Linked DNA regions of Mus musculus: all the other regions are linked to region 1. The links are chromatin contacts, called in public HiCAR-type, HiChIP or PLAC-seq and promoter capture Hi-C maps. All regions are on one chromosome and are shown on one strand. The core of a region is the stretch at or near the end of the contact, and the rest is flanking DNA. Distances in the headings are between cores, read along the strand shown. Region 1 holds the start of Sec61g (SEC61, gamma subunit). Region 2 holds the start of Plek (pleckstrin). Region 3 has its middle 19 kb from the start of Eldr. Region 4 overlaps Egfr (epidermal growth factor receptor). Region 5 overlaps Egfr (epidermal growth factor receptor). Region 6 holds the start of Egfros (a long non-coding RNA gene). Region 7 overlaps Egfr (epidermal growth factor receptor).

What was found. Promoter capture Hi-C pulls out the DNA fragments that hold promoters and counts their contacts. HiCAR-type assays count read pairs that join an accessible place to other places. HiChIP or PLAC-seq counts read pairs in DNA pulled down with a chosen protein or histone mark.
Region 2: a contact with region 1 is called in an H3K4me3 HiChIP or PLAC-seq map of bone marrow-derived macrophages, with 10 times the contacts expected there. The contact joins the promoter of Plek here to the promoter of Sec61g in region 1. A contact is called at or near these places in 9 of 39 promoter capture datasets (the 3T3-L1 cell line, the C10 cell line, HPC-7-derived erythroid cells and 6 more), 8 of 484 Hi-C or Micro-C datasets (B cells, the Ba/F3 cell line, the G1E-ER4 cell line and 4 more), 14 of 115 datasets of contacts at active chromatin or transcription factors (the 230-238 cell line, CD8 T cells, bone marrow-derived dendritic cells and 10 more) and 3 of 9 other capture datasets (adipose tissue, liver and macrophages).
Region 3: a contact with region 1 is called in an H3K4me3 HiChIP or PLAC-seq map of bone marrow-derived macrophages, with 5 times the contacts expected there. The contact joins the enhancer-like site here to the promoter of Sec61g in region 1. A contact is called at or near these places in 19 of 39 promoter capture datasets (the 3T3-L1 cell line, 3T3-L1-derived adipocytes, the C10 cell line and 13 more), 1 of 15 datasets of contacts at CTCF or cohesin (large pre-B cells), 18 of 484 Hi-C or Micro-C datasets (the C2C12 cell line, CD4 T cells, CD8 T cells and 13 more), 37 of 115 datasets of contacts at active chromatin or transcription factors (the 230-238 cell line, SST interneurons, VIP interneurons and 24 more) and 4 of 9 other capture datasets (adipose tissue, liver, macrophages and 1 more).
Region 4: a promoter capture Hi-C map of liver shows a contact between it and region 1, with 5 times the contacts expected there. The contact joins the enhancer-like site here to the promoter of Sec61g in region 1. A contact is called at or near these places in 8 of 39 promoter capture datasets (the HPC-7 cell line, cancer-associated fibroblasts, cranial neural crest and 4 more), 1 of 484 Hi-C or Micro-C datasets (liver), 16 of 115 datasets of contacts at active chromatin or transcription factors (the 230-238 cell line, bone marrow-derived macrophages, embryonic stem cells and 9 more) and 4 of 9 other capture datasets (adipose tissue, liver, macrophages and 1 more).
Region 5: a promoter capture Hi-C map of neural stem cells shows a contact between it and region 1. The contact joins the enhancer-like site here to the promoter of Sec61g in region 1. A contact is called at or near these places in 14 of 39 promoter capture datasets (the 3T3-L1 cell line, 3T3-L1-derived adipocytes, cranial neural crest and 8 more), 2 of 484 Hi-C or Micro-C datasets (Th1 cells and nephron progenitors), 17 of 115 datasets of contacts at active chromatin or transcription factors (astrocytes, bone marrow-derived macrophages, embryonic limb bud and 6 more) and 3 of 9 other capture datasets (adipose tissue, liver and pancreatic islet).
Region 6: an H3K27ac HiChIP or PLAC-seq map of stem cell-derived neural progenitor cells shows a contact between it and region 1, with 5 times the contacts expected there. The contact joins the promoter of Egfros here to the promoter of Sec61g in region 1. A contact is called at or near these places in 3 of 39 promoter capture datasets (embryonic stem cells, liver and pre-B cells), 9 of 115 datasets of contacts at active chromatin or transcription factors (astrocytes, bone marrow-derived macrophages, embryonic stem cells and 4 more) and 2 of 9 other capture datasets (adipose tissue and pancreatic islet).
Region 7: a HiCAR-type map of astrocytes shows a contact between it and region 1, with 2.1 times the contacts expected there. The contact joins the enhancer-like site here to the promoter of Sec61g in region 1. A contact is called at or near these places in 1 of 39 promoter capture datasets (pre-B cells), 5 of 115 datasets of contacts at active chromatin or transcription factors (astrocytes, bone marrow-derived macrophages, embryonic stem cells and 1 more) and 1 of 9 other capture datasets (adipose tissue).

What each region holds. Positions count from the first base shown.
Region 1 is chr11:16,506,488-16,510,299 of GRCm38.p6, reverse strand. It overlaps Sec61g (SEC61, gamma subunit), which reads left to right and starts at 1,816. Exons shown (of 4, transcript NM_011343.3): 1 at 1,816-2,196. The coding sequence starts at 2,107.
Region 2 is chr11:17,006,630-17,010,441 of GRCm38.p6, reverse strand. Plek (pleckstrin) reads left to right here and starts at 1,724. Exons shown (of 10, transcript NM_019549.2): 1 at 1,724-1,885. The coding sequence starts at 1,844.
Region 3 is chr11:16,930,204-16,934,015 of GRCm38.p6, reverse strand. No RefSeq gene overlaps it. Among named protein-coding and RNA genes, the nearest start is that of Eldr, 19 kb to the left of the region's middle. Within about 2 kb of position 1,630, at least 26 of the 459 cell types and tissues checked have an H3K27ac peak or open chromatin away from gene starts, as enhancers often do. A contact at or near this core is called in bone marrow-derived macrophages, where this site is marked.
Region 4 is chr11:16,898,995-16,902,806 of GRCm38.p6, reverse strand. All of the region lies in intron 20 of Egfr (epidermal growth factor receptor), which reads right to left. Among named protein-coding and RNA genes, the nearest start is that of Eldr, 50 kb to the left of the region's middle. Within about 2 kb of position 1,611, at least 23 of the 459 cell types and tissues checked have an H3K27ac peak or open chromatin away from gene starts, as enhancers often do. A contact at or near this core is called in adipose tissue, hepatocytes, intestinal crypt epithelium and 2 more, where this site is marked.
Region 5 is chr11:16,866,153-16,869,964 of GRCm38.p6, reverse strand. It overlaps Egfr (epidermal growth factor receptor), which reads right to left. Exons shown (of 28, transcript NM_207655.2): 5 at 2,666-2,734; 6 at 1,739-1,857; 7 at 605-746. Among named protein-coding and RNA genes, the nearest start is that of Egfros, 37 kb to the right of the region's middle. Within about 2 kb of position 1,719, at least 13 of the 459 cell types and tissues checked have an H3K27ac peak or open chromatin away from gene starts, as enhancers often do. A contact at or near this core is called in neural stem cells, where this site is marked.
Region 6 is chr11:16,828,637-16,832,448 of GRCm38.p6, reverse strand. Egfros (a long non-coding RNA gene) reads left to right here and starts at 1,699. Exons shown (of 3, transcript XR_003949851.1): 1 at 1,699-2,005. The region is part of intron 1 of Egfr (epidermal growth factor receptor); the gene reads right to left.
Region 7 is chr11:16,767,337-16,771,148 of GRCm38.p6, reverse strand. The region is part of intron 1 of Egfr (epidermal growth factor receptor); the gene reads right to left. Among named protein-coding and RNA genes, the nearest start is that of Egfr, 17 kb to the right of the region's middle. Within about 2 kb of position 1,793, at least 86 of the 459 cell types and tissues checked have an H3K27ac peak or open chromatin away from gene starts, as enhancers often do. A contact at or near this core is called in adipose tissue and astrocytes, where this site is marked.

The DNA.
Region 1 (3,812 bases), core at 567-3,066:
TGAGCAGAAGAATAGAAGAATACTACCAGAACTGTCTAAAAGAAAAGGAGACAGAGTCACATGGCATTCACTGGGCTGAAAACCTGGTGAGAACCAACCAAAGTTTACACAGGGAACTGTCACACAGATGCAAAGCAATGCATACACAGGATCCTAGGAAAAATGCACACATAGACTCTGGAAAAGGACAGGATGAACTCTCAGGGTAACCTGGGTTACTAGGTGGGAGGGTAACTGTCTTAGTCAGGGTTTCTTTTTTTTTTTTTTTTTTTGGTTTTTTGAGACAGGGTTTCTCTTTATAGCTCTGGCTGTCCTGGAGCTCACTTTGTAGACCAGGCTGGCCTCGAACTCAGAAATCCGCCTGCCTCTGCCTCCCGAGTGCTGGGATTAAAGACGTGCGCCACCATGCCCAGCTTTAGTCAGGGTTTCTATTGCTGCACAAACATCATGACCACGAAGCAAGTTGGGGAGGAAAGGGTTTAATCAGCTTGCACTTCCATACTGTTGTTCATCACTGAAGAAGTCAGGACTGGAACTCAAGCAGGTCAGGGAGCAGGAGCTGATGCAGAGGCCATGGAGAGGCCAATCATTCTTATTGATTTGCTTCCCCTGGCTTGCTCAGCTTGCTTTCTCATAGAACACAAGACTACCAGCCCAGAGATGACACCTCCCACAAGGGGCCTTTCCCCCTTGATCACTAATTGAGAAAATACCCCACAGCTGGATCTCATGGAGGCATTTCCTCAACTGAAGCTCCTTTCTCTGTGATTACTCCAGCTGTGTCAAGTTGACACAAAAACCCAGCCAGTAAGTAACCTAATTTGGATAATCCTTCACAGTATGCTAGAAGTTTGTCACCTATATTTAGCTGCCCTGTTTTAGTGGTTTTAAAAATCATATTTTTTTGTTTTACTCAGTTCCACTTCTCCTGAATTCTTATGGATTCTGTGTTTCTTTAAACATCATTAATATATGAATCACTCTCCTGTTTTATCTTTTTGCAGTGTTTAATCCTGGGCTTGAATGTGTATATATATATTTGTTTTGTTTTGAGACGTTTTTCATATAACCCAAGCTGTCCTTCAAATTTCTATGTAGCTAAGGGTGACCTGGAACATCTACACACCTCCTATTCTCAAGTGATAGATTTATAGATGCGTACTTATACTGAAACAACCACGAAAAACATAAGAATGTTATAATACAGTAGCTGCATTAACCCCTTTTATATCCAAAGGCCAAGTTATGCCAGATTGACAGTTGTCACTTCCCAATATATGGCTGCAAGCTGAGTTAAAAAAAGAAACTCTAATTGCTCATTTTGAATATACAAAAACAACTCCTTCAAATAGCAAAGAACTAATGTTTCAAGGTAGTGCTTCATGACACTTGCAAACCTGCTGTATCTTTTTTAGTGATTGGAAGAAAATTTTTATAGGTCTTTTAGATACTAATGGTAGAATTATGGTTTGTGCTCCATATGAAAGCAAAGTATTGTAATCTGTTTCACAGTACTTGCCCGAGGTTGCACGTGAAATGAAGTAAAAACTCTTCAAAGCCTACTGATAGAGCCAATCAAGATTATCCAAGCAACAAATCTTAACTCAGAAATGTCAAATGTATTGCACTCAGAGACTGTTAGTACCAGCAGTACATCTAATTCCTCATTGGGGACAAGAAAGTTCTAGGTAGGCGGTCTTAATTCCCTCTATATTCCCATGAATAATAAGCAGAAAGTCATTTTCCGGGAATGGAGAATAGTTTGAATTAGGTCGTTCATACTGAGATGTTTGTTTCATTTTTGATCAGTGACATTATTTGCATGCGCAGCGGGGAGACTCATAGCTGTAGCGCAGACACTCACTCACTAACTAACTAGCGACACTTCGTGGATTTACGTTGAGGCTGCTGGAGAGGCTGCTGGAGAGGCTGCGCCCGAGACCGGGAGGCGAACAATCGGGAACCAAGATCCCACACCGCCCGCCCGTTCAGCTGGAGAGACCCGAATCGCTCAGGTCGGCCTCTGCTCGGGAAGCCGGGAGAAACACACGTAGCACTGCGCCGGCGTAGTGACGTCTCTGCGTGAAGAGCCAATTGAAAGGAGGAATGGGCGGGCTGTGGGTTGCCAGCTTCCGGTTCCGTTGGGCTCGGTTCTCTCCTGAGCTACGTGTCTCTACGCTCTCAATCCGCCATCCAGTAAGTAAGGATTTTCTCATGAGTGGTAGGTAGGGGAAAGCTGGTCTAGGGTTCATGGCACAAAGGGGCCGCGGGATGGGAGGCCAGGGACACGGAGGGACCAGGGGAGGTGAAGAAACTGGAGGTACGAGCGTCCGGTGGGATGATTGGGGCCGGGATCTAAGTGGGCGCGAGATGAGCGGGCCTGGGGGTCGTGGAGATCAAAGGAACCCCCGGGGAAAGGGGCGGCGAAGGGGCCACGGGCTGGGGTCACGAGGACGTCCTTGATAAGCCTGGAGGCCAGGAGCTGGACCTGGAAGCTGCAGAACTGTGGACAAGTTGGCTGAGCCGGGTCGCTGATGGACAGGTGGACAGAGAGCCATTCATTTATGAAAAGGGCAAAATCCAGGCACAGGTTCTACCTACGTAGCCTCAGATGGAATTAGCCAGTCAAGACCTCTAAGGAGGAGGGTTTCCAAAAGTTCACGAACTCAGAGCTTAGCGTCTGGATCTAGGGTTCAGCCTTCTCCCTGAACATCCCCTGCCTGAACATCCTCACACTGTTGGTGAACTCATTGTCTCTTGTGGCTTCCAGAGCCTGATGCTTTGAACCTCTTGTGAAGTTGTGTTCAGGTGTCGAAATTTAAAGTAAAAGTGTTTGATCAGTAGTCAGCATCGAGAAGTCTTAGTGGACTCGTGCTCTCCTCTAACAGCGAGTGCAGTGGTTGGTCTAGTGGTTTTAGGGCTGTTGGATTTGAAGAACAGCTAAATGAAACACCGAGAAAACAGGCGTCCCTTTGCTTTCTGTATCAGGCTGTGAATTGATTTCTTAGTGTGTACCTTAAGTGGTTCAGCTATTTGTCCACTGTTCACGGCTTAAAACTGGGACCCAGCAGGGCTTCTATTTTCTAGCTAGAGAGTGTAATTATCATCTGACTTCTAAGACCTGGAAATGGAGTACAAATACTGTGGCTCCGTTACCAGTGGCTCTCAGAGTCGTTGTATTCTTAATAGAGTTTCAAAAGAACCTCAAAATATTCAAACCTAAACATTTAGCTGAAGGCTTTGCAGAATCTGAATCTTGCCAATTTTTGTTGTTTGGAATATTCATCTGTCTGCCCACCCCAAGAAATCTACTTTTACTTAAATATATTATATGGGCATGACTTCCAGCAACTTGATTGGAGTGTACTCTTGCCTCCATTTTAGGCTCTTGTTACACCATAGTTGGAACTTGTTGTAGTAGATCCTAAGTTTTCAATAGTTTGAACTTTAAAAAGTAGTATTAAGCGTAACTATTTTTTGGTTTCTTAGCCGGAATAGTTAGATGAATGTAGTTGATAGGAAAGGGGGCTGTTATTGCTTAATCTTGTAATGAGAGAATCCTTTAATGAGTGTATGATCCTTTGCCAGGGAGGATAACAACATTGGTAAGATCAGTGCTCGCTTGTTTGAGTCTCGTGCTTTCTTGTATATCATAAAACCACTCTAAATTTAGGCTTGGAAGAACTTTTTTCTTTATGAACTTGGAAGAGCTTTTTTCTTTATGAATTGAATTCAGGACTGTGCTGCCTCTGTGTATAACTCAATAAGTCCTAATATGTGAGAGAATACTACTGAGTGTGTTGTTTTTGCTT
Region 2 (3,812 bases), core at 475-2,974, 500 kb before region 1:
CCTGAGTCTTAGGTTTAGGGCTTGTGTTGTAGATACATCAGTTGGTGCAAGGAACCTCATGATCAGATGTTCTTTGCATTTGAGTAGTTGTGGATTTCTGTAATGATCTCAGTCTGCTGCAAAAAGAAGCACCTTTGATGAGAGGCAAGAGCAACAGTTATGTGTGGGTGTAAGGATTAATACATTTAGAAAACTGGCAGGTATATGTTTCCCCCAGGGTCTAAGACCTGTCCAGCAATTGGCAATTGAATATGTTTACAGTGCCAAGCATGAATTTTGCCCTATTATGTGAGCCTTAAATCCAATTAGACAGTTGTTGATTACTTCCAAAATGTAAGTGCCACTACTGCACCACTGAGATATCTTGCTGGGCTGGTCATTGTTGTAGTTCACAGGCTGTAAAGCAGAAAGGATTGTTGATTAGCCTTTCTCCCTGGGCACCTTGCACAGTACCTTTTGATACTATGAGCACTAGTCCTCATGGAGGAGACTTCCTGGAAAGTTCTACCTCAAATATTCCAAGTCCTGTGTCTGAAGTATGAACTGTCTTTAGCAATAGGATCATACTTTTAATATCTGCGAGGCATCCAAGGACAATAGCAAATGGCTATAATATATATTTTCTGTCCCCTCATTGAGACAGGATCTCACCATGTAGCTCTGGCTATCCTGGAACACATTATATAGACCAGGCTGGCCTCAAACTCACAGAGATCCACCTGTCCCTGCCTCCTGAGCGCTGGAATTAAAGGTATATACAAACACATTTCATTCTATTGTTTTGAGAATTTTCTGGATCTCTCTGACCAACAATTTGAAGGGCGGTTTCCCATGCCTGCCAGGTACTGGGATTTTTGTTAGATAGTCTATGGCTTTTGTGGCACAACTTCACTTCAATGCCCCCCACACACACCATATATGTATTTTTATAAAAATAACCATATGAAATAATGTTTTCCTTAGGGCTTTTCCAAACATCCTAAGTACTATTTGTCTCTTCTTCCTCCTCTACTTCTGAATTACCTTTCTTCTTCTCTCCCCATTTAAAGCTGGTTCCCCACTTCCCCCTTTCCTTGTTCCTATTAAAAGGGATAACACCTGTATCCCATTAAACCCATCTCTGGAGTGCACTGTCCCCCACCCCCCTTGGATGATCTCTTTCTACTTTCCTGACTTCTATGATGACTACAAGTTACTTATTCAAATCTAAAGATCTGGATCTAGGATTCATAAACAAGAGAGGAAATGGGACATTTGTCTTTCTAGGGCTGGGTTACGTTAGTATAATATTTTTCAGTTCACCCACTCATCTGAAAATTTCATGATTTCATTTTTCTTTACAGCTGGGACTCCTAGGATTTGTGGGGACAACAAAGACAGGGTGGGTGGGTGTGTGTGTGGGGTGGCGAGCACTCACCTGACTGGCTGGGCCACATGCCAGTGTGGGGATGGAGACAGCGTCTTGGCATTTTATTAAGTACTTTTTCAATACTTCAAGAACAATTCCTAAGCAGGACAGTCTCAGGCGATAAAGTTTTATTATTCATCTCTTACCATTTTTTTTCTCTTTAGGTCAGGACTTTTACATATGGGTAAATATTTGACTAAGCTGTGCGTTATTATTTCCATCATTAGGAAAGCATGGGCTGTTCAGATATCTAGTTCCTCTTTCTGACTCGTCACCCCAGAGAGGGGAAAAGGATGTCATCACGTAGTCACCAGCAGAAGAGAAATTGTGAAAGAGACCTCCCTGTAAAAAGGGCAGCCCACAAACACCTCAGCCTTCAGAGGAGACTGAGCTCCTCAGACGACAAGAGTGGACCCGTGTGTCTCCCCACCAGGCATGGAACCAAAGCGGATCAGGGAGGGATACCTTGTGAAGAAGGTAAGTAGGGAGGTCACTTACAAGGCTGGACTTAGAGAGGGGCTTACAGGGGATTAGTGTTTGCTCCATACTCTCTGTCCATCCCTTCCAGGGATGCTCCATGTTGGATCTATTAGATTAGGATGAAAGAGTATTACATCATACAGTGTACTGGGGTGGGGCTACCTCCATGTGTTCCCCTACACCCTTTTTTTCCCCTTAAAAGTGAATTAATCTAGTTCGGGCTTCAGCACAGTTTGCCCTTACGAGCCTGAGAATTCGAACATTCAGGGTGTGGACGATGAAAATCCAGATTTAGTTTTTCATGATTTAAAACACGTTGCAACAGCTAAACATTGCCTTCTGTGGGGGGAAAGTCTCAAATTGTTCTGTTAGAAAAGCTGCTTGGAGAACTGTTTAGCTCTTATTTAAATTGACAGGGCTGTAGAAGAGTTAGGGGTTGCCAGTGTTTGTGTGAGCAACAAGCAGAAAAACAATATAGCTAATTTCTTGGGCGTTCTCCCACTTACGCTTCTGTTTCAAGGGTGTGAAGGTGGTTCCAGGTGGTGACGGTGGGTGTTGGCTGTAGTCTTTTACCCACAACTTAATGAATTTGTATAACAGTCCACCAAAGTGGTAGATGTATCATCTTAAAGAACAGAAGTGGAAATGTGAGAATGCCAAAAATAGCTTAGTGTTATGAAAATTTGAATTTTGATGCTGTTTCTAGTCTTTGTGCTGCTGGTGTTGTGTGCTTTGAGTTGTGAAAGCTCCTTACCTGGTGAATTCACACATCGGGACTGCTGGCATCCTGTGGGCAATACTCTGTGCACAAACACACTTCATGGAGCCAAGTGGGTTCATGAAGCCGCTCAGAAATGTTGCTTCTGACTAAACTTCCACAAGAAGCTTTCTAACCACATGAGCAGCCAGTGTTGCTCTTATCTTTTTAAAACTCAATGCAGTTAATTAAATATCTAGTTAATCAAGTTTTGAGAATGGGTCTTACTCTATAGCTCTTAATGTATTTCCAAGGCTAACCTTAAATTGGTTGCAAGCCTCCTGCCTCAGTCTCCCAGACCCTACGATTTCAGGAATGAACAATCTGGTCCAGCTGCATCTTTATTTTAGCTCATCCATCTGTTTCTTTTTACCTTAAAATGTTCTATGTCTATGAACATAGGACACTAAATGGTACATATCACAACCTGGTTCCACTTTTTATTTCAAATTAGAAAGAAACTTTCATTCATCTGTGTCATGCCCAGAGGTATGTATGACAGAGTCAGGAGAAATACCCTCTCTATCCCCTGAGCCCTGAGATCTCTGTTTAGCACCCTAAGGTTTTCCTGAAGGAAAGCTAATCTCCACTAGTGCTTACAGTTTATCTGTGGTGGTGAGAGTTATGAGTTGGTGCTGGGGAATTCATGCATCTTCAGTGCATTCTCTTAGGATAATTGAATTTTGAAACTTCCTTTGTAAATGAAACAGCTAGGTGTAGTTTATTGGTAACTGGAATCCATCCTCCCTCTCTGAGAACTGATTGGAACTGCTGTTGAATGGGCTTTCTCCTGATCTGATGGAAAAGGTGTGTGTGTGTGTGTGTGTGTGTGTGTGTGTGTGTCTCTGTGTGTGTCTGTGTGTGTGTGTGTGTGTGTATCTGTGTGTGTGTGTCTCTGTGTGTGTGTGTGTGTCTCTGTGTGTGTGTGTCTGTGTGTGTGTCTCTGTGTGTGTGTGTGTCTGTGTGTGTGTGTCTTTGTGTATGTGTATGTATTTGAGCAGGTACACACCTTCCATGGTGTGTGTGTAAAAGGTCAGGAGTCAACTTTCAGGAGTCTATTCTCTACTCAGGCCTTTCTGCTTGCTGGCAGGGACCTTTAACAGCTAAGTCACCTCACAGGCCAGGCCTTGTTTTAGTACAAAATGACAAGATTGCTGTTATAAAGTT
Region 3 (3,812 bases), core at 381-2,880, 420 kb before region 1:
AACACATATAATGAAAATTTCAATAATAATGAACACATGGGAATAAAAGTATAGTTATGAAAGCTTTGAAAGAGCCAACATTCATTACACCCAATCAGACAGAAAATGTCTTCAAACTAAGAGGAATGCAGGACACTTACTACCGTTGTCCCAGTGAAATCTCTAGGGTCTAACACAATTCCAGACCCCTAGCAGATCCTCAGTAATATTTGTTGAGAGAAATAATACTGGACTGACTGAGTAAAAGCTTTCCAGTAACAAGATATGAGCACATAGTTTTAACCTGGCTGACACTCCAAGGGAATGTTTCAGAAAATGAAAAACAAAGAATTATCATTTGTGGGTGGGTGCAAAAACATAACAACCCACCCACTGAACAACCTCCCTGAAGGCCTATGTTTTAGGCTTTTTTATTAGGTTCTTTTACCCACCACCCATCTACACTTCAAGCCTTTCTGACCACTGAACACTAGATCAGTGAGATAGAATGATAGAGGGGAAAGGGGGCATAGACTTCTTCCTGATGATTAGGGGCATTAAACTCCTAGGAGCAAATCCAATGTTCATCATCAGGATAGTTCCAACCAGCAATCCAGCAAACTGGCAATCCAGCAATAGCAAAAGCAGCAAACAATAGCAGAAACAAGCAGCAGCAACAGCAGGAACTACTACCAGCAGCAGCAACATAGCAGTGACCTGGAGCAGTGGAGGCAGTAGCTGCCCCATGTCCTCTCAGGGCTCATCAAAGAAATCAAGGTGGACCAATGTAAGAATGTCGTTCATTGTCTGTTGGATTATATGTACACACCACACGACACAACTGAGTCTCCAATGAAACCAGAAATTCTACTTCACACCTATCTAGATTGCTTAGTGATCTTTGCTATCGTTTCCCAGATGCTATGCAGTTTCTCACCAAATCTACTTTCTAGTTCTGTAGATGAACTCCTTCAGCTGGGCACAGATTCAGTTCCTGGTTTCCAGTCACCCATCCTTGGATTAAACTCTGTTCTTTGCCCCTGCCAGCTCTACAGGATATTGCTCTCTACAGAGGAGAGAATGCACTTAAAGTAGAATGTTGACATTCCTGGTATCCCTACAGCCAAGAAGAAATTCTATGCTATATTTGGATGCCATTTAAATTATATAGTAATACACACTTTAAAAAGTCCTTTATTTTTTCCTGATTTCATGCACATAAAATGAAAAATGCCTGTCTAAATAGACTTAATATTTGTGTTATTCCAAATACATGTGTTGAAGTCCTAGTATCCCAATGTAATGGTAAGTGAGAATCAAATGTTTGTGAAGTAGCTGAGGTCATGATAGTGGCACCTCAGTGCTGGTACCAATTCGGACATAGGATTTCCACTGCTGTGAAGAAACACCATGACCAAGGCAACTCTTAAAGAAAAAACATTTAGTTAGGGTTCGGTTACTGTTTTAGAGTTTTAGACCATTATCATCATAGTGGTAAACACGGCAACATACAGGCAGACTTAGTGCTGGATGAACAAAGAGTTCTACATCTTGATCCAAAGGCAATCAGTGAGACAAAGTGTCACACTGGCCAGACTTGAGCATTTATTTGAGACCTCAAAGCCCTGTCCCCACAATGACATACTTCCTCTAATAAGGCCATACTTCCTCCAATAAGGCCACAGCGAATAGTGCCACTTCCCATATTCAAACCACTAGAAACCCTCAGGATTCGATTAGTGTGTTTGTACCAAGAGAAAACAGAGAACATTTGTGCTGTTTCTTTTTCCTAAGTCTGCACACACAAAAGGTCCTGCAAACAGGAAGAGAATGTTCACCACTCAGTGGACCAGACACCAACTTGATTTAGGACATTTGTCACGAGCACTATGAGAGTGTATCTGCTGTGAGGAGTATGTAGTTACTAAGGAAGTCAGGGCTCACTACTACATTATCACTTGTAAGAATTGTAAGGCATTCTATGTCTACCTGTTCTATTTTTGTTCATCTCAAGAACTTGGACATTATGCTCACTACCTTCCTGGTTCCTTCAGATGGAATTATTTTCCAGTGATAGTTTAGTCCTAAAGACAATGTTCTTAGGACTCTATTCTGAGGAGAGAGATCAGAACAGAAAATTAAACAAGAAATTATTGCATGTATAGTTGTGACAAGTGAAGGGGAAAGGGTATTTAAGTGACTTATATTTCATGCTATTCCATTACATTTTAAAAAAATAGCACATATTACAAAAAATCAACCAATTACAAGTATAAAATAAAGAGTAAAGTCCCATCTTGCTACTTTATTATAGTATTTTCACTCTTCTTACTAGAGTTCTCAGCTATTAATGATTGACATTATTTGTTTTGGATGTCTCCAGATTGTGTGTGCATGCACAGAGATAGGTAAATTTACATACTGTCGGGGATAAGCATTGTACAATGTTAAAAATTGGAAGATAAGCCACAGTGGTTTCTTTTTTTTTTTTTCTTTTTTTTTTTAAGTGTAAGGTCTTTAGATTAACTTATCAAACAAAGAGTAGGGAAGAAAATTCAGATTAATAGCTCAGCTGAAAGCTTTCTCCCCTGTAGCCTGACAACCTGCCAAATAAACAAACAAAAAAACCAAACAAACACCAGCACTGTCAAGGGAAGTATGTATCCTCAGTCATTAGACCTGCAGGACCAAAATAAGTTATCATAGAATGTACTTCTCCGGGTCCAGGGAGCCACCAAGAAAGGACTCACACTTATCAGGACAGCTCTCCTTTACTCTTCTTGCACACAGCACCACCTGAAAACTGTTAGAGTCAGAGGAATCTGAGGAGTTTACCTTTCAACTACAATAATAAATGTGACCACGTCTGAGTTCTACATAAATACTCCAAATATGTCAACTGAGAGGTATACATGATAACAATGTAGATCAAATAAAGATGTAATACCAACTGTATAACATCCAAAGTAGTAGTAACATAATGAATATATATATATATATATATATATATATATATATATATATATCACCAAAATAACTACAACATCCAAGATAACATATCTCTTCCTAAAATTGCAAATCCAACAGTAATAGCATAGTGAGAATGAGTGAGGAGAAATCTCAGAGAAATCAAAAGAAATGAAAGAAGTATATTTAAATAAACTAAAGAATGCCCATGCTCATCAAGGAAATCCAAACAGATAGAAGCTGCTGATCAATAACACAAACAACAGAATGAAATATGTAAAGTGGTGCAATATATGAAAGAATTCAGCAAAGAGACATAAATGTTTAATGTAAACCAATCTAAAATTTGAAAACTAAAAATCATAGTGAGTCAAGTAAACAAGTGCCACACCCACTCCAGTGAAGTCTGCGTGGGAAGCCCAAAAGCTTGGACGCAGTTCTGAGGCAAAAAGTTTCACGGAAACTTAGTCTCTTGGAGCCTTGGCATCCCATAGCACAAATGCTCCAAATTTGTCCCTGCAATAGTGTGGAGGGTCTTACATTTTTTCTTGCAGTATTTTACTGGATAGGAGCTAGAAATCTCAGGGCAAGCTTAGCAAAGTAAGTTTAGAATTCTTATTATAGTTATACATGGCAGATGGCATTCCTTAATAGAAGAAAGTCCCCCACAAAATCACTTAGATAAAAGCCAAATTACTCCCCTATACAGGAATTTACAGTGGTTTAAGAAGAAAATTGGGTTGTGGTCTAAGGAGGAACTAGAGTATTGTATTGTTCATGTAAGGGTTAGTAGAACAGAACTTCTCTGGTGCACTTTTTCTCTAGGCTCAGAGGAATAACATAATTAGGTATTTACTAATGGACCC
Region 4 (3,812 bases), core at 362-2,861, 390 kb before region 1:
CTCCTCTTCATTGTATTTATTAGGAAGTAACTACATGTTTTAGATGCTGTTCAGTTCATGTGCTTCTTTTTGAAGATTTGTACGTGCAAGGCAATAAAGGTGAAGAGTACTTGTGTCTAGTCAAGAGGATGCTGGCCGATTCTTCGCTGGACTAGCACTTCCAAATTAGGATTCACAGAGGGATTGGAAGTGAAAGGACAAGAAGGAGCAGAAGCCAAAGAAACACTTCCAAACACACAGCTCATTTTCTCTGCCTCTTTCTCTTGTCTGGTTGAGCTCCGGAAGCTGCCTCCTTCCTCAGTCCCAGCCACCTCTCTGAGTTATGGAGCTGTTACTCTGTCCTAGTCTTTACAGCCTTTGTATCTCATAAGAGTAAGGTCTCTACATATTGAATATGACGAACTTTTCCCCACTAGGAAAGGAGTAGTGCTAACACTTAGCCTTCTCTAGGTAGGATGTCCTCATTGGTTCCCTCCCTGCCTTTCTCCCCCTGCCTCTCTCTCCAGTCCTGCCCCTTTCTTTCCTCTCCTCTCCCCCATCCTTGCCATCTCTTATCCTTGCTGTCTTTATTCTTCTCCATGGTGCCTTTCACTCTTTCTTCACACTGGAAGCTACTGTGTGGGACAAGTCACATACAGTCTCTATGCAGAGGACCAGTCACCCCCTGTCTTTCCTCCTCTGCTTTTGTCTAAATCTTCTTGCTTTCTGTCCATTTATCACGCTTACAAGGAAGACTAGAGAGCTCACTTCAAACTGCATTCTACTACCAGTATTGACTCTTATTTAGCTGCTTTAACTGTTTAACAGACTTAGGTGTGGTGGTGCATGCCTGTAATCAGAGCATGCCAGGAGGAGCTGGAGTTCAAGGATACCATCGAATTTAAGGCCAGTCTGGGCTATTTAAGACTCTGTCTGAAACAGCAATAAAATGTTCCGCACAGATTTGGTTCATGAGACACATGTGGAGCATTTGATAAAAAAAAAAAAAAAAGAGCAATTGAATGATAGCAGCAGTGCCAAGTGCTGAGGACACAGCAGCTACTGACAGTGCAGTGGTCTCTCTGGATGAGTACCTACAGGGCTAACTTGTTAGAGACCCAAGGGATCTGATCTAGAACAGGCTGCTTCCCAGACAAGCTCTCAGTCTCCAGCCACATTGGGGATTAGCCCTACCTTCCCCTGCTGTGGCCTCTCAATGAAATTTGTCAGCTGGGCCAATGCTGCCTGTGTGCTACCAAAATCAAAGCAACAAAAGTCTAGCACTTGGTGGTTTGTCAAGAGATCAGTGTCATTGTGTGAGTCTGATAAATCAACAGAACTCCCCCCCCCCCCAAGCTCAGCACATCCACAGGGCTGTTGTAAAGGAACATGGAACATCTCGGCTTTAGGTTTCCTCAGGAAAAAAAAAAGCTTGGAAAAGCCAGAGGAGAGCTCGCAATGCTCTAAGGTAGACAGTTCAGTGAGGGTCTTGCATGAAGTAAACTGGGGACGGAGAGATTAGATCTATTAGAACCTAGACTCAACTCCATCCACTTCACTCTGCCACACACTTTCAAGGCAGTTCAAGAGGCCATCTCAGAACCCAACTGGGTTATAGTTTAACTGGTTGCTACAGATAAGAGCTGTGATATTGCTTATGAACTCTCCGAATCTAAATAGTAATATCAGCACTGACCCCAGTGGGATCTCTTGGAAGTTTCATTTCCTGATTCTCTTTTCTTTATTGAGTTTAACATATTTATTTTTGTCTCACTGCTACAGGACAGCGAGAATGGATTTTGAACAGCCGAGTTTAAAAAGTGATTTTGAAGAGTGGAGCTTCAGCATAATAAAGCTGGCCTAGCCATCTGCCTCACAGGGATATCAAAGGTCTTTATGGAACACTCTGTTGCAGAGGAAAAAAAAAAGACTGAGTGTAGACAGTGGCATTTGAAGACTGCTCTCCCAAGGGCTGTATATCTCACATATCTTGGGCAAAGTTCAGAGAGGCTACTGCAGTGTCCATTTCTGTGCTGCTCTAGAAACCACGATAAAGATAAGCCCAGACTTAGTGGCCTCCTCATTTTCCTGTGCAAGGAGGGAGAGGAGCTGGGAGACAGATGGGAAGTGTTTCTGTGCTTTAGCTTCAAGTGCAGAAAAAGCATCGTAGACGTGTGAGCAAGTGTGCACGGTGTTCGATCCTCACTCTGATCCTTGCAGTCAAGGGGCCAGTTTATGTTTACTACATAAATGTAGTTATATATTTTTCACTTTAAATGATAAAAGGAAAAGATTTTTAAAAATCAAAATAAAGCAACTCTTTGGTCCTTTTGACATGGGCACTGTTGTGCTGTGCGTTTTTGAGATGTGTGCTTTGAAGGATCTTATGAGTCCTTCTTTCTGGCCCATTGTGGATAAGAACAGTGGGTACATTGAAGCACTCTCTAATCTCAGTCCCTGGGAGTTCCAAAGGTTATATGTACAGAAGAGAATCCACTTTTGTCTATAAATGGTGAGAAAAGTATAGTTCTCTTATAGTTTACCAATCTATACTGGTTTCCTCCCTAACTACCACCATCCTCTCCTTCCTTCCTTCTTCACTTTCAATCTTCTTGACAGTTTAGCTCAGACAGGGAAAGTGTATAATCACCAATGTCTACAAAACTTTTGAAGCTGGTCGCTTTTGTAGGTCACCTAAGGTATTTGTGGGGTAATGCATCCTACTTTGAAATGCTGAGACTTTAGTTTGTTCTGAGCTACTAAATGCATCTGGGAAGTTTTCTTTGCTCGTATAGAAGTAAAACAGCGTTAATACTGAGATATATTGCCACTAAGCCAGGAGCAAAGTTTTCTCCTCGTCACCTGGGAAAACATTATGTTCCTCCCCTTTGGGGGCATACACTCTACCACTTGGCTAGTTCTATATGGCACAATAAGGTTTCCTTGAGAATTCCCAAACAGAGGTACCACAGGCAAAGAATGAACTGCCCCAAATGTGGAAAGACTGCCAGTCAAAATAACCTTAAGCAAAATACAACAGCACAAAATTCAACAAGTAACAGGTTGAAATTATGATTAATATTACATAGAAAACTGTCTTAAGAGACAATCAAACCTCAGAAATGTATTCAGAATTGCTGTTTACGGTGGGCACTATCATTCTTTCAGAAGGGTAGTTTTTAGAAGACACTCAAACTTCCAGCGTGAACTGAAAGTTCACTGAAATCGTAATCCCATTTTGGTTTGGGCAAAACTCCTAGAGACTCTCTGTGTAGTATGTTTGTGTATAGCCGAAATGGAATGAAGGGACTTACATGGTAAGTGAGTATTCTGCACCGAGCTATGCCCCATTCTTAAGAGGACTCTCTTTTGTGGAAGTTGAGCTGTTATGTTTTTAAGAACTTCTGGTGACCTGGGTATCAGTAGTCATGCAAGAGAAGTCAGCCCTAGAGTTCTAGTAGTTCTACCCTGATATGGGGATACAGCTAGGTCTTACTGTACAGTTGTGGAAAGTGGTCACAAACTCAAGAATAAACTAGACTTCCAAGAGATCAGCATGTGGAAATAAAAAGAAAGGAATAAAACTTGAGAAAGGAGTGCATCACGCCCTGCCTTCGGGAATGTTAGAGAAAATATGAGAGAATTCCAGAGTTCAGGAGTGAGGACGTGGGTAGGCCTTCAGACACCATCCTATATCTAATATATAGCTGTTCTGGGTTAGGCAGAGGTCAGCTACTGAAGCAGGTTGAATAGCCCCAAATTTTCCTATTTATTTGGAACTTCAGAATGGAATCCTATTTGGAAAAGGGATTATAAAAATCTGATTGCCTACA
Region 5 (3,812 bases), core at 470-2,969, 360 kb before region 1:
TATGAGTTGTTTCACTTTCTCTGTTTGGGACCGATCTATGTTGCCATTTTCCTATAGGTACCATAGAGTACCATCATACATGAATAAAACTTGAACCCAAATGAGTAAATCAAAGCAAACCCAAAACCAAAATACTCCAAGAGCCCAGCCATAGCCCTAAATTCTTCTCCTCAAGGGGGTGGGTCTGCTGCCTTTTCTAATTTAGGTCTGTTTAATGCAGAGTCAAACAATGCAGAGTCAAACAAAGGTTGTCCCAGAGGGTCACGACCTTGTGTTAGTCAGCTCCAAGACACTCCAGGTTACTGAAGCTTCCTCTCTGACTTGGGGTGAAGCGATAGGTGGTTTGTACTATACAGTCTGGCTGCCAGCAACACTGGATCAGTGCAGGTCAAGCCACCCTTTAAAGGAAGGCATCCTGACTGCTGCAGGCTGCCTCTGCCTCCATTGCTCAGCACTGAGTGGGGTTCTCATCCTTGCACCTGTCCAGGCAGACACTAGCCTACAGGACAACAAGGCAAGCACAGTGGCTGCCTCCAAACTGCCCAGGACTCTAGCATAAGACAGAAGAGGAAATGAGGACTGTTGGGTGAAAGGGCAAACTCACGGGGGCACTTCTTCACACAGGTGGCACCAAAGCTGTACTTCCCTTCAGGGTTGACATCCATCTGATAGGTGGTGGGGTTGTACAGCATGAGTGGTGGGCAGGTGTCTTTGCATGTGGCCTCATCTTGGAACTTTTGGCAGACCTGTCATAGGAGGGACAACATGTCTGGTCAAGGATGTGGCATCCAAATGAAAGGAACCCAGTGCCAGGCAGCCTGCAGGTCAGTGGGACAGTGACAGTTTTCGGTGTTTTACATGCTCAATTAGAGAGGAAAAATGTCTAGTAAGCCTTTCCAGGATAGTCAGAAACACCTTCCTCTTATGAGTACTAAGTATACATTTTTAAGTATACTGACTGTCTCAATTGATACAGCCTAGGGTTTGTGGTTAAAAAAAAGGTAATAATGAAATCTACACATGATATTGGAAAGTATGCTGTAACTATTTTTAAACTCAGTTTTTACTGGGTTTCTTTCATAAAGAACACTATAAGAATATATTTTATAATTTATGGACAAACTGCAGAAATCTTAGCAAGAAGATTCCATGTAGAGAGCTGTTGGATCTTTCTAAGAACTCCATTTGTAGTTTTATCCCCGGGCTGCCCATTTGAATCAGACCAGACTACCCAGGTGAAAAAAAAAAAAGATGCCTGGAGCTAGGTTTAGTTTATAGAATTTAAGAATCTTCTGTTCCAGAATGATAGAATACTCTAGACTCTACCTTTAGGTGGACTTCCTTTTCTGGAGCCTAATGGAGTTTGCTTGGGTTGGCAAGGACCCCAGGAATCACATTCACTAACCCCTGACAGCTGCAAAGTTAACACTAGAGCTTTCACCAGAGGTAGAGGGTCTGAGGGGAGACACTGTGGGATGGGGTAGGATTAGGAGGGGAGCAGCCCAAGAGGCATGAAAATATGGTGTGCACATGCCATACTGCCCAAAGGTCTGGGTAACTGGGATGGTTCTCAGGGGGTCTTACAGAAGAAGAGCTCCCTTCATTTCTCATAATGTTGCTACTGTTGTCCATGACAACACTTAATTAAAATGTGCACCACATGAAGGCTGCTGTCACAGTCAGATGTCGAGCACGTGCACAGCTCTGCAGCACAACTCCCCAGTAGCCAGAGTCTTACCAGACAGTCACTCTCTCGGGGCCCTGTACACCCCGCAGCACATTGGTTGTGGCAGCAGTCACTGGGGGACCTGCCACGACAGCGATGGGAACATTGCTGGGCACAGATGATTTTGGTCACTGAAAAAGAAAGATTACCAGTGAGCTGTGTTTAAGTGGCAGCTCATCTTCTAGAGACACCAAGGAATGCTTGCACCCAGTAGAAAGAAATAAAGGAGGAACCATGGGTTTTGTGACAGGGAGCAGCTTCTAGGCTTTCACAGTCAGCCAAACAATATAATCACAACTTTCCCCTTGGTACATTTTTATCATTTATCTCAAATCACTTGGGAGAAATAATCGAAACAAGTCTGATCAGATCTTTTGAATAAGTAGATATTATCTAGGGAATTTCTGGCAATACAGAAGGCACATAGCAAGAAGAGCTCCTGGCAGGAGGCAGTGTTTAAAGGAACGAGATAGTTAGGTCACAAAGGCAATGAACTACAGTCAATTTTGAAGCTGACACACGCCCAGGTTCTTTGAGTGAAGCAGTAACCATGCTGAAGTAAATTAAACTTTGTTTTTTAAGTTAGTAGGATTCACACATGAACTCTGTGGAGCAACACCGTCAAACTTCTATATTAGTTGGCTCTGGAAAACGGGGAGGATTGGATCAGGGGACAAGGCATCCTGTGTGTCACCATGGACACTTGGGTGGTTGGCTTTCTTGCATTTAATGACAGGTTAAATTATCCCACGTAGTAAGCCTTAGATAGTTGTGCACTGTGATGTTTCCAAGACTGATGCTCATGAAGTGGTTAACTCTGAGTCTTTTGCCAAGCTCCTGTACTTGTTCAGTCACAAAGCGGAGGAGTGGAGGACCACATACTGTGTGGACTCCCTCACCAGGGCATGTTTCTCAGGCCCTGATGCTGCACTGACTTACATTTCTGGCAGTTCTCCTCTCCTCCTCCCCAGCAGCTTCCATTGGGACAGCTTGGATCACATTTGGGGCCTGAAATAAAAATCAAGTAGTTAAATGTGCATTTCAATAAAAGTAACAAATAACACGCAACTGACAACTCTCTCAAGGTCCTAAAGAATGTCCTAGAAATGAGGAACAGCTTGGAAACTTTGTATTCATAGTTGGGTTGGATGCTTTGTAAGCTAAATTAAAGGACTCCTGCACAAAAGAAAAAATGGTGAGCCTTGGGCTGCTTTTGCTTGTACTTCAGCTGTGGAAGCTGAGACAGAGGTTACTTACTGACTTGTCACAGCCACACAAATGACAAAGCTAATGAATTTAGGGTTTCGGAGGTGCCACCTGATTAGGCTTCTCTCTAACCAGATCCGCTCAATGTACACTTATGCACCTTGCTACATTCAGTCTTGACTGACTGTGTGGGGCAATCATCACTAGATATTTAGGATGTTATGTTGAGTCTGGTAAATGAACACTCCTTTCCTCCAAGCCATGAAGTGGTGCAGAACATGACACAGGAAGCGAACATTCTAATTCTGTGAGTCACTTGGCTAATCACCTAAAACCTTAGTTAATAGCTGGCATACTACTGTCTGGAAATCTTTGTAATTGCTAAATATTTGTATTTTTATAGTTGGTCAATATCAAGTTGCAGCTGCAAAGGGTTTCTATTCAGCCATTAATCATCCTGAGAACTGACGATCAACATGTTGACCAGCACAGATGTTGAGAATTTCTTTCTGGGAAGCACATTTACTTTTCTCGCCTTCACTTTTTTGTGGTGCTGCTTACTTACCACCTCCATTAGGCTTGTAGAGACCACTCTGCTTAGTTCTGTAGCCCTCTTCGGGCAATCTTATCTCACAGAACAATTTTATTTCACATGGAAGCTTATTTGACGGTGTCAGAACTCTCTTTGCAACTTGATACTTGATACTATAAATATTTATCCTCATGTTTCCTTCTAGAACTACACCTATATTTTGTATAAATATAACATATTTATTTATATATACTTACATATACTTAATACATATTTGGAACTTATATTGATGCATGGAGTAGCTGATGATTTTATGTTTTTTTTCTTTCTCATAAATTCACTCTTATA
Region 6 (3,812 bases), core at 450-2,949, 320 kb before region 1:
GGAGTGAGAGGACCCAGCCCCAGCAGCCAAGAGAGAGCGGGCGCACTGCATACCTCCCCCCGCCTCCCCAGCTGGCAGGATTTCTTGGGAAGAGTGCAGTCAGCTGTCTGCTAGCATTCAGCAACTCCAAATCCAATTTCTATGGTTTCCGAATCAGTTCCTGGGATATAAATGGAAGAGGGAAAAGGCAACAACGATGCTTCCAAGAATAAAAGCAGTTGCAGGTCTGGAAACCCCCCAAAACTCCACTCACTGGAGGAAGCTTTTCAGGAGGCACTTGAATCCCCTTCATCTCTGCATAGCATCAATGGAAAATGAAATCACTCCCATCCTGGCTTCAGAATGCTTCTCCAGCTACTTCACACCTGGGCCCAAGATCTGCCAAGGGCCAGCTGGTCATGTGCAGTCTAGTGGATGACAGCCAGTGAGAGGCAGAAGAAAGGAGAGCAGGCTGAAACCAGTTAGAAATAAAGCATACAAAGCAGTATTTGCAATTCTACTTCCAGATGGGAAGAGGAAAGGGCAGGAAAACACGGAGGTTACAGAATGAGACGGCCGCTTTACTTTGAATTTGTCCTCTCAGCGGCGGTCTTGTACAGTCTTGGTTTGGGATACATGCTAAGACAATGATAGATGAGTGAATATTTGTAAGACATTTAAGATGTAAAAAAAAGTGGGGGGGCTTGCAAATCACTGAGGTTGATGTAAGTCAAAGTATTTAGGCTGATTTTAACCTGTTCCTGCTCCTTCTTCTGTGCTCGGGCTATCCAACGCTGAAGGAGATGGCCCTCGGAAGAGTGAACAACCTTGAACACAACAATTCGAAAGAATACTTCTGTTTTGTTGTTTACTCTGTTTCATAGAAAGACTATGTCCAATCCAGGATCCTCCTCCTCCTCCTCCCCCTCCTCCTCCTTCTATTTCTCTCTCTCTCTCTCTCTCTCTCTCTCTCTCTCTCTCTCTCTCTCTCTCTCCCTCCCTCCCTCCTTCCCTCCCTCCCTCCCTCTCCCTCTCCTTCTACCCCCCTCTTTCTTTCTGACTCTATTCCCATTTATAGAAACATACAGACTAGAAGATATCGTGGACATTATGTCCAAAATTTTATACCATGAAATATATTATACTAGGGAGTATATTATGTGCAGCTTTAAATAATGAGTTTCACAAATTAAACAAAAATAAAAACCTTAAAAGGTCTTTTTGGAAACCCTTTGAAATTCTCTTAAGAATTGTAAGATTCTTTCTTGCCCCACAATAATATCTTAGAATGTTTTACTTCTGCGATGAATGCTCATATGTTTTGGAATATTTTCCCCATTTATCCTAAGCCTGAAAGCACTTTCAAATCTGATTAGCTGGGTGATCATGCTCAATGGAAAAGGTCTTTTGGCCCAGACACTGCATAGCTGATGTGCCCCACCCACCAGGAAGGAGCTTGCTCCCCTTTTCTTTACAAAGCGGTCTAGAACTCTGTCAGTGCTCTTTGGAAAGGAGGATGCTTTTCTTTTCGTTTGCTGTAGACTTTCACAGGTCAGACTTCCATTGCCAGAAAAGGAACACAATCTAAGAGCAGTAACCTGTCTTAAATTTGTCATGGGAAACCCAGGTTCACACCTAAGCACAGAGCGAGTATCACTTTAAGAGCTGACATGCTATCCAGTCTCTCTGCAAAGGTAACTTTCTGACTAACAATGAGTCACATGGGAAAGCAGGAGGCCACTGAATCACTGCCTTAGAACCTGCCCTGTCTTGCTTCAGTGCCGTCCCTGACACAGGATTTGCTTCCAGCCGGCAGCTAGCATTGCCACTTCAGAGAAAGGCCCTTGTTTTTTATTTATTTATTTTCAGGATCGCGAGGCTCTATCCCAACAGCAAAATTTGCTTAAAGCCAATTACCTGGGAACCCATGCCAACACTGACAGATCTTTCATTCCCCTAGATATACATTTTTTTTTCTAGCGAGAACCTTTGCGTAGTCTTTCGGAGAGAGTGTGAGCACATGCAGGTAAGCTTTGTTTGGGTCACATCAGTACGTTGGGTGGAAAGATACGTAAGCAGCTTTGCAGATCTCATAATAACTCTTCTCTATGCAATAATATGTGCCCTGTCTAAGTTCCATTAATATGTGCGCTGTCTAAGTTCCAAGGTGAGGGAATTTATGGCCAAATAAGGCAACCTATCCACCCTGTGGACCTGTGATGTCTAGCTTATTAAATGCTGTTTCTATTGCTTTCTTTGCAGCCAAGGTTTATCATGCTATTCTATTTTATTATCATGACTATGCAAAGTTTCTCGTTAGAAAAAAAATTGCACATCTAGGGGAATGAAAGATCTGTGAGTGTTGGCATGGGTCCCCCGGTTATATCCTTCCATCTACATTTCTGCTTTCATCATTAAAACACAAGCTTCAGGACCTTGCCGCCGTGTTTCTATGACAAAGCCGCATGCATTTGGTATGATTGTTGTCCACTGTAGAGGTCAACGCCATTGGACTTTAAGTTGCTTGTTGGACCATCATATTTCTCCTCACTCACCATCTCTTATACCAGCACCAGATGAACTCTGAAAGAGTTCCACAGGAGGGTGAAGATGCAGCCTCCTCCCCATCCCTCTGGTCATAGCACACAGCCCTCAGTTCTTTCCACTGTTATTCACAAATCTCAAGCACTTGATCTTCGTCCCTCTTAACTACACATTATCAGATTCTACAAAGCACTTCATATCACTTAACAATAGTCTTCACTTCCCACAGCTACCCACAGAAGCTGGCCTCACTACATAAACATGCAACATTGGGAGTGCTCATTCAGGCCTTTCAAAGGAATGTGCCAAATATGGGAGAATTGAAGACACGACAGGCATAGTACGGGCTATCCACACACCCAAATACAGGATATTATCAAAAGAGTTAGCTAGATTTCTGTTTCTGCAAGAAAATATGCACAAACAGTAACAGGAAGTTAAAGAGAAAAAAAATAAGAAAATTTCTAGAATTTAATTCTGAAGAACTCAGCTCTGAGTTACTTTTCCAATGTGTGATTCTTATTTTGTTGACATTTTCCTTAGACAACTATTCTCATGCTATTTACTAAGCAAAAATGAGGAGGTCCTATACTAATTTTGAGTTGTGGGATGTAAGGTTATATAAATTTTAACACTGTCATATTTTTCCATAATTTTTGAGCTTCTATGAAGTAAGCATTACTTTGATTGTCAAAAGTAAACAAAAAAGAAGTGGTCTCACTTGTGGAAAGGACAACTCTCTGCTTTGTCCTAGATCCTCACCAGCCTTCTATGGACACACGAGACACTAGAGGAGTGTTCTAACCCGCAGTATGAATTTGCATTAGTTTCTGGGTCAGGGAAAGAGTAAGTATGGCCTTCCATGAAGCTTTAGTCAACCACAGCTGCTAGCCTGCCTGCCTGTCCCCCAGTCTTCCAAGTCTGCACATAACAGAATTCCTATAGATGACAAAAATATTTTTTAACACTAACAGCTTTTCAGGTGTCTTATGGAAAAGTGAAGACAAGAGCATGATTGAAGATTTTTGTCCTTTGAATGAGTCCCAGTGTAACTAAGACTCCATTTTGGAAATTCCAACAACTCCAAAGGAATAGAACTTTTTCCCTCATTTCAACTTTTGAGGATAAACACTCAAGAATACATATGTTTATATGTTTCTAAGAAGTCTAATGGGAAGCAGGGAAAATGGTGACTTTTTTTTTTTTTTTGGTAGCATGGACTGTTCACTAGCAGGTTTTTGAATATTGACACTTTTATGTAAAGTGCAGAATCAGTTCCATGTAATCCC
Region 7 (3,812 bases), core at 544-3,043, 260 kb before region 1:
TGGCAAGAACTTTCCTGGCAGAGCTATTTCTCAAGCCCCTGATTTTTCAAACTAGCATTTCTGTTGGGAACTCTAACGCCGTGACTTACTGATAGTTGCCATTTTCCAGCCTGGGGATGATGTAATTTTTGTGATACTTAAAACATAAGCAATCCTGGAAGGGCTCTAAAGAAACTGGCCACAGCTGATTGTGGTAGTGAGAGCTGATAGGAAAAGCTGACGAGGCAGACGCAGAAAGATTGTGAGTTTGAGGGCAGCCTAGGGTACACATTTTAGGGGCTATAATTCTTTCTGGAGATAAGAAGGCAAGAAAAAGCAAATGCCTGGAACTTACATCAATCATTGAGTTATGGGTTCAGTGAGACCCTGATCTTCCAGAAGCATTTAAGTATGTACTCTCCAACACACACATTCGTGTACACAGACATACAATACACACAGTGTTTTTTAAGCTGGCTACAGAACTACACAGAATGCCATGCCAGCTGTGCAGCTCATCTGCATGTTCTTTCTAGATGGTCAGAATGTCTGTATGCTCTTTCTAGATGTGAGTATGTCTGTATGGTCCTTGTAGATGGTCAGAATATATATATTCCTTTTAGATGGTAAGAATGTCTGTATGCTCCTTCTGGATGGTGAGTATGTCTGTATGCTCCTTCTAGATGGTCAGCACGTCTGTATGAGGTGCACAGCTTATGGTGCCAAGTAAATCAGTGGCCAGCCTTTTCTCTTCAGCAGTTCCAAACCCTCCATGGACCACCATTAAATGAGAAAGCTGGATAAGAATCTCATCTTTTTATGAACTTACCCACTCATCCCACAAATATTTCCTGGGCACCTACTGCTCACCAGCCACTGTTATCAGCATATACAGCCTGATGTCAGGAAATTGTAGTGCTTCATGATGCATGTGAGCAGTGGAGTGCAGGGGCAAGTGTTGCTGAAGTCATGCTCAGAGTCAGATTTGTTTGTTCAAGGTGGCTTCTGATTCAACCAGGACCTTTGGTCACCTGTTCTGCTCAAACACTAAGAGAACACCTAAGAGGTATGCAGCTGTCTTCCAGGACTCTGGTAACCTCTCCACACACAGCCAAAGGCAGGGTGACTGTCCAGAAAGCCGTTGGGTCAGCCTGCCCCCACCCATGTCTGGAGTGACGTTTGCCTGGTAGAAAACTTTCCTTTCTTTTTCTAGGCCATGCACATAAACAACATTGTTTTAAAGTGCTGTGAAGCAGACAGAGGCAAGGCACTGTTCACTTGTGTAACACCAAATCTACTTTCACTCTTGGGCAGGCGGCTACCAATTTCAGAACAGAGCAGCTGCCCTCTGTGTGTGTGGAAAAGCTGGCCTCAATCCAGCTGGTTTACCCCTCCCCACTCCACCCTACCCTCCTCCAGCTCTGAGAGATTGGTACTCTGGAAGATTTTGTTACCCAGTAGTGCCCTTGAATAGACAGAAAGGAGGGGGCAAATAACAGGAAGAAGAAAAGCACATGTTTTACACTTAATTTGTGGGTTTTTTTTTCTTTTCATTTCAGCAGTGCAAGAGCTAATCTCTAACATTGGAGCCCTACTGGCTCTCTGTAAGCAAGTTTCTGGGTGGGTATAATTAAGGTGTCCTCACATGGCTCCTGCTTTCACTTGGTAAGCTTTCAGGTGGAACAAGCCGGTGCAGGTGGAGGTGGAATGTTGGCCGGAGTGCAGCTGAACAGGAATGCCAAGCTATGGGCTGACTGGGGACTTCTGGACCCATGCAGAACCCAGCAAGGCAATGATGAGCTTCGGAGCAGCAGGCATGGAGCACAAAGTCCTACTCGATCATTAAGTTACAGAAGGTGGGTAAGCATGAGCTGTTGGGTATGCCTGGCTTAGCAATGAGTAGGTAAACATCCCCAAGACTGACATTTCAAGCTCCAGCCATTCCTGGCAGGGATGCTTCCCCAACCCATTAAAGAATGTTCATCAGCATCCTTGGCCTCTGTGATACAGATGCTAGTTACAGGGCTCAGTGTGACTTCAAATACTTTCTTCAGATATTACTAAATATCTTCCAGGGTGGGGATGGGAAAGAGAATGTACCTAGCTGGTAAGTACTGAACCAGGCCTCCATATTCCTAAAGTGTTCTATTCCTGATTCACCAATCAAGTCCTTCATTACATTTTTAGTCCTCATGTGGCGGTAAGACATTGGATGTGGTAACTGTGAAAGAAAGGGACCATTTCAGTTGAAAGAGATATTAAAGATACGCCAACCAGATGGAAAGAAAATAGCACCTGCCATTGTCATTGCTGAGCGAACACCACATTCCTGACTCTTACCGTTCATGATAAATGTGTAATGTAAATGTGTTCACACGAGAAACATTTTTGAAATTTAGAGTAGAATTCTAAATTCTAAATGTTCCAATAAAACCTCATACTTCCTTAACAATATAAAGTCTACACAAAGGTTAAAACTTCCTCGAGCCCCGTACACAAGACCCTATTTCATGATAAGAGATTTTTCTGTGAAAATACATGCTGCCGTTAAAACAGAGTACTTCACCCCAGAAAATTTAAGTTGATGCTGAAAAACAAACAGTATTTTTGTTTTTCAGTAAACCACTGATCCAAAGTAAGAAGGGAGGCTGTAGAGTACATTGTAATATTTGAGACCAGATTTAAAATGGTAGTAAAGAAAGAAGCAACATGCAAAGATCTGATGCACCTGCTTCATATTTGCTGAAATTTATTTTTCATGGGGAAAAAATAAACTTCAGAGGAATTACACAGTTGCATGCCTTGCAACTCCACCTTTTTCTTATTAATTATCTCTGAACTGGTGCTGTGGGTGGAAGGCTCAGTACTGCTTTGAAGAAGCATAGCACATGTGTACCCTCATTCTTTGAGAATCTGTAAGCAGTTTAGCACACAGAGGCATAACCCACTTTTTACATTTCCTGGAAGTGGGAGGAGGAAGTTATCTGACCTCTATGCTTCCTGTAGTAAACCCAGAGAACCCTGCACAAAACATGCCAATGTGCAATGCTCCTTCCTTGAAGAGGGTATAATGTACACAGTACTGAGAGTGTAGGGAACTCGGAATTTATACTTCACCATCATGTAGGAGTGAAGACAAGAGTGTGCGAGGGGCAGGAGCACAGCTTATTCAGTTCTTTCAACAAGGAGAAGTATGAGGGCCCAGAGGATGCTCCAAGAAGACCCCATTTCTCTCCCGACTGATACTTTTTCTCCAATAGCTTAGAAACAATTTCCGATCATAGTTTATGGATGTGTCCGTCAGCTTTTACTGCTATAACGAATATCAAAGATGATCATCTTACTAAGAGAAAGGCTTATTTTGGCTCAGGGTTTTACACACCTTGCCCCATGATCTCAGACAGATAGATAGAAAGACAACAAGGATGGAGAGTATGTCTTAAAAGGAAAGTCTCTCACTTTATGTCCAGGGGTACATACAAACAAACAAACAAACACACACACACACACACACACACACACACACACACACACAAACAAGAAGGGTACCGTTTTCTTTCCTCCCAAATCAGCCAATGATTTAAAGATTTCCTGTGGGTACCCCCTGATAATGGGCTTGGTTCTAGATTTTCCTTCCCACATTTTTGTCCACAGTCGCTTGCTTTCAAAATCAACTTATACCTCCCTAGTCTCCAACCTTTTTCCAGACTTCTGGAATCAAACCTTCTAAGAGTTACACAGAGAAAGAGCTCGTAGTGTTGAGCAATGAACTGTATCCATATAGGAAGTGTTGAGGGTTCAGAGAGCCGGGGAAATACAAGGTGTCATACTGG